Regions from separate parts of the Triticum aestivum genome. Here region 1 is linked to region 2. The links are chromatin contacts, called in public Hi-C maps. All regions are on one chromosome and are shown on one strand. The core of a region is the stretch at or near the end of the contact, and the rest is flanking DNA. Distances in the headings are between cores, read along the strand shown. Region 1 holds the start of LOC123079023 (pentatricopeptide repeat-containing protein At2g27800, mitochondrial). Region 2 holds the start of LOC123079021 (dynamin-related protein 5A).

The links. Hi-C and Micro-C count contacts between places; a contact is called where the count stands out from the background.
Region 1: a Hi-C map of leaf shows a contact between it and region 2, with 5 times the contacts expected there. The contact joins the promoter of LOC123079023 here to the promoter of LOC123079021 in region 2. A contact is called at or near these places in 3 of 5 Hi-C or Micro-C datasets (leaf and root) and 1 of 1 datasets of contacts at active chromatin or transcription factors (leaf).

Annotation. Positions count from the first base shown.
Region 1 is chr3D:379,828,563-379,831,291 of IWGSC CS RefSeq v2.1, forward strand. LOC123079023 (pentatricopeptide repeat-containing protein At2g27800, mitochondrial) reads left to right here and starts at 1,327. Exons shown (of 1, transcript XM_044501694.1): 1 at 1,327-2,694. The coding sequence starts at 1,327. The coding sequence ends at 2,571. LOC123079025 (putative RNA-binding protein YlmH) reads right to left here and starts at 1,407. Exons shown (of 12, transcript XM_044501696.1): 1 at 1,123-1,407; 2 at 973-1,045.
Region 2 is chr3D:379,494,770-379,497,472 of IWGSC CS RefSeq v2.1, forward strand. It overlaps LOC123079021 (dynamin-related protein 5A), which reads left to right and starts at 1,447. Exons shown (of 8, transcript XM_044501692.1): 1 at 1,447-1,936; 2 at 2,059-2,250; 3 at 2,396-2,602. The coding sequence starts at 1,574.

The DNA.
Region 1 (2,729 bases), core at 77-2,576, 330 kb after region 2:
GCATAAGCTTGATGTCAGTACAAATTCATGAACTGAAGAACTAATGATCATGTAACTGTAACCCCAGTAATTTTCTCAATATAAAACAGGGTGATATCCCTTCTCTTGGAAATGGAATAACTACAGTATTGGAACAAATTTACTGAAAAACCATGTAGTAACCTCATGGTACATTGTTAATATGCAAAAAGGCAGTTATGTTATGTTATGTTTCAAGCATCATGTGACACTATAGGGTATCAGGATCAAGTTTGTATTTCCTCCCTACAGCTTATCCGTACATCTATTCACCAATTCTTTAACTCCTGCCACTTGGTTTACCTTGGAAGAAGCAATTTTATTCTCTTCTTACAAAGGCACCAAAGCCAATATGATTGAAAGGTTATGTTTTCACACACCAAATGGACAATTCATCGACTTTTTCTTCATGCTTCAATAGCAAAACAGCTAACAGGAAGCACATCTCATTTCCCCTAAGTTTCATGTACTAAAAATATTCTCTTAGAGAGGAAGCATCAGCCTATTAGAACACAACCTAAAGCTCATGAATAGTGGGAAGAAGTCTCAAATTCCATCGAGGCACAGTTCCTCGATAGGCCAAGTATCCGCACTATCATCAACCATCTAATCTCAGTAAACACATCTAATTTTCCCCTAATTTTTCATGTAACATACCCTCTTAGAGAGGAAGTCTATGAGCCTACTGGAACACAACCTGAAGCTCATGATACTTTCTTAAATTGTGGAAAGAAACCTCAAATTCCATTGAGGCAGTTAATCAAACACCTCGTCCACAAGCCGACTATCCGCATTATCGTCAGCCATCTAATCTCAGCAAGCGAAACATTCAAACATAACTGTTTCACGTCGAACTAGACTCTGACGGAAGCTCAATGGAAAATACAAATGTGCTAGAATGAAGAAAAAGAGATAACCATATCCAGAATGTCCATGACTTCCTCGATTACATGCCTGTGCACGCCCCCCTTAGCAGACGAATCTCCGACTGCGGCCGCCGAGACGGCGAGGGCCACGTCACACCGCCCTGCGCATGGCGACCAAGTATTAGACAAACAGCTCAATCGGAGTATCAGGCCGACCGGGCAATGGGTTAGGGCTTACCTCGCGCGAAGAAGCGGAGTGGTGCGGGGATAGCGCGGCGCGGGCAAGGGAAGTGGAGGAGCCGCCGGAGAGGGCTTGCCAAGGCGACCGCGGCGGCCATCCTTTCTGCAAGCCGACTTGGCCGCCTGTGCTTTGAGCGCTCTGTGATGTGATGTGAGCGTGTCGTGCTTGGTGGCGGTTGCCTAACCGGGTGGGGGATTGTGTATGCCGTCTGTGGCATTTTGTGGACTGTACTCGTGTCGCAGTATCCCCGCCGCCGCCGCCGCGATGAGCACGCTCCTCCGCCGCATCCTCTGCAGCACGCCCGCCGGCGCCTCCCTCTCCCACCGCCTCCCCTTCGCCACCTCCTCCCGCCGCACCCCGCACCGCTTCCGCCGCAGCCACCGCGCGCCCAGCCAGTCGCCGTCTCCCGACGCCGTCTCCGCTGCCATCGCCTCCCTCCCCTCCCGCCTCACACCGGCCGTCCTCGCATCCTCCCTCGCCTCCACCTCCGACCTCCGCCTCCTCTTCCCGCTGCTCACCCACTCCCTCGGCCGGCCCACCTTCCGGCCCGACCCGGGGCCCTTCCTCGTCGCCGTCAAGCGCCTGGGCGCCGCCCAGCTCTACGACGAGTTCGACCGCACCTGCGCCCTCTTCTTCTCCCTCCTCCCCTCGCTCCCGTCCCCGGGGCCCCTCCTCAGGGCCGCCCTCTACTTCTACTGCGAGTTCCGCAAGCTCGGCAAGGCGTTCCACGTCTACACCCTCATGCGCGCCTCCGCCGACCCGGCCGCGCGCCCCGCCGCCGACACCTACCACGCGCTCTTCACCGCGCTGCTGTCGCGCGGGGGCAACGACTCCATGGTGCACTACATGTACATGGACACCGTCTCCGCGCTGTTCCGGCAGATGCTGGAGGAGGGCATCCCGCCGGACACCCGGGCGCTCAACGTGCTCGTCAGGGGCTACGCGCAGTCGCTGCACCTCAACGACGCGCTGCGCGTGTTCCACCAGATGGCGCCCGTCTACGGCTGCGAGCCGGACGGCCTCACGTACAGCTACCTGCTGCGCGGGCTGAGCGCGCAGGGCCGCACCAACAACGCCCGGGAGCTGTTCGAGGAAATGCGGGGCAAAGGGATGATGCCGACGGAGCCGTCCTGCAACGCGTTCGTCAGCGCGCTCGCGGTGGCCGGGGAGGCCGCGGAGGCGGAGCGGGTGATGTGGGATATGGCCAGGGCGGGGGCGGTGGTGGATCATATCACGAGGAGGGCGGTGGTGGAGGAGCTGGGGAGGGCCGGGAAGAGGGAGGACGCTGAAAGAGTGGTCGGGGAGATGGAGGAGATGGGCATGCTCAGAGTCGCCGAGCGGCGAGAGCTCCTGGCTTCGATCCAAGACGACGAGGACGGCGACGATGGCCTGGATGCTGACGAGTGCACGAGAGGTGGTGATCGACGACGACGACAAAGTAGCTAGCACAGAATTCAGCAGGTTGATATCTGCATCGGATGAGTTTTTTTTTTACTATGATTCTCAAGTATCCGTTCATAAATGTAAGATGTTTCAGATATTTCAATATAGACTACATTTGGATTGAAATGAATGAACAAGCACACTGGAACTAAAGCTGTAGA
Region 2 (2,703 bases), core at 197-2,696:
AAACGAGAAGAAGCTATTCGGTTTTAGCCATTGTTGGATGAAATTGAATGGCCAACCAAAGTGGATACAACTTGTGAAGAGCTCAAAACCGACAACAAAAGGTTGAAGAAAACTGGTGGTTCAAGCTCCCACCAATCCATTGGATTGGATGATGAAGAGGAAGAAGTTGCAGGGGAGATTGGACGAGCCATCGTGCTAATGAATAACCCATAACTGATAGGAAATAAGTGAGAGAAGGGGGGAGCCGCCCGTGATGCCGCGGCGATAAAAATGTCCAACACATGGACGGACATTTTTTCCACAAACGAGGACAAAAAAGAGAAGTGGTACAAGCTCATGTTGGATGAGCAAAAATAAAGGATGGATTGGGACTGGGAGAGGGTGAACAACAAGTTACAAATTGAGAGCAACTATTTGAAATTTGAGATAGAAAATAGAGTTGGAGAAGAAGAGATGGGACTCGGATGGGAGCTCAAGAAGGAGAGGTTGCACTTGCTCGAGAGACGGAGGATTCGATGATAATGTTGGAGGATGCAAGCCTCTTGGATGAGAAAGACAAAAGGTGGCTTTAGAGGAAGAAGGAGACCAACCTTCGTAGAGAGTATGAGGGGCCGCAACAGCGAACGCGGCATGGATGGCGTCCGACGAGTGATTCATCTTTTTTTAGGCTACCATCTTCATTACTATAAAAAGTATTGTAATGTCTCTTCAAAAACAGACGTACCTCTCTTTTTATTGGGCATCAAGGTGCTCTAACATCTTTGGGCAAATATGCATCCTGAAAGCATGTGCAGAAAGGTTTCTTCAGCCTACCGGTTACAGTTTGGGCAAAATTTGTCATCCAAATGCATGCCCCTTCTCGTTAACACATGTCTTGTGTTGACCCTGTCATGTGTTATTAGCCAGAAAAATATCTTGTGCTTGAGCCTGTTGGACCTACTCCAAATGTGTTTTAAGATGCGCCCTTCTTGATTAGGCGTGGCCCGGACCTGATTTTTATTTTGGCATGTCTGAATTGTTGAACTATGACTTACTTTGCTTTGTAGCATTTTTGAATTTTTAAATCGTGATGAATTTGTGTTCTATGAGCCATGTGCACGGGTTGCATGGATTGGGGGTTTAGATATGAGGAGTGTGGCTGTTCGATAGGACATATAAGACGCCGTTTGACACAGTGTGGAGGTTTAGGGGGTTGGATTTTTCAAATCCAGCTGCAGATGCTCTCACTACCCCAGGAGAGAACTGCCAGATTTTTCTTCTTTTGAGCAAAAGAAACTGTGAGACCAGGGGGAGTGTGGTGCTTTGTGGGCTACTGGGCTTGTGCCTTGAGAACACAAGTCCACTATCGACGGCTGGATGGGCTGGACGCGTGACCTCGATGCATCATCCTGGCAACAAAAGGGGAGGCGTGGAAGACACGATTCGAGATCGGCCCCTCTCCTTTGTATAAGTAAATATCACAATCCCAAACGGCTCTCGCATCGCACTACACTCTGCAACCCTTTCCCCACACCTCTCCCGCATTTCAAATTCAAACCCCGTCGTCTCGGCTGCCACTGTGGCTCCCCTACCCATGGCGATGTCTCCGGCGGCGGGCAGGACGCCGAACCCCAAGGCGGCGCCGTCCCCGTCCCCGTCCGCCCGCCGAGCCGGGGCGGATTCGGCCTCGGCCGCCGCCGCCGCCGCCGCGTCGGACACCAAGGCCCGGTTCGAGGCGTACAACCGGCTGCAGGCGGCGGCGGTGGCGTTCGGGGAGAAGCTCCCGATCCCGGAGATAGTGGCCATCGGGGGCCAGTCGGACGGCAAGAGCTCGCTCCTGGAGGCGCTCCTCGGCTTCCGCTTCAACGTCCGGGAGGTCGAGATGGGCACCCGCCGCCCCCTCGTCCTCCAGATGGTCCACGACCCCACCGCCCTCGATCCCCGGTGCCGCTTCCAGGTGCGCGCTCCGCTTCACCTCTTCTAGGGTTTTCCCCTTCGTTCCCCTCACAGATCGAGTCTGGTGCTTCTGGTAAACGCGAGCGAGCGGCTGATTTGCGTGGGTTGTGCGGCGAATCGCAGGAGGAGGACTCGGAGGAGTACGGCCACCCCATGGTGCAGGCCGCGGCGATAGCTGACCTCATCAAGCAGCGCACCGAGTCGCACCTCCGGATGATCCAGGCCGCTGTGTCGTCCAAGCCCATCGTCATGAGGGCCGAGTACGCCCACTGCCCCAACCTCACCATCATCGACACCCCAGGTTTCGTGCTTAAGGTAGGTAGAGGCACTTCAGTGATTGTTTGGTCAGTTAATCAGTTTATCAGCTGTTTGATGAATTTGGGGCTTCCACTTCTGAACAAAGGGTAGTGGTTGTTTAGTCTGTTCGTCAGCTGTTTGATGGAATTCGTGACTGCTGTAGGCTAAGAAAGGTGAGCCGGAGAGGACGCCGGAGGAGATCCTGTCGATGGTGAAGACACTAGCGAGCCCGCCCCACCGCCTCATTCTGTTCCTCCAGCAGAGCAGCGTCGAGTGGTGCTCTTCGCTCTGGCTCGATGCGATTAGAGAGATCGATCCCACTTTCAGGCGCACCATGATAGTCATCTCCAAGTTTGACAACCGACTCAAGGTATGCCTGCCAGCCTGCAGAACAATCAGTACACTGTGAGGTTCAATAGCTTCTTCACTGTAGATTGTGAAATGAAATTGGTACTGTGTCTTATGATATTG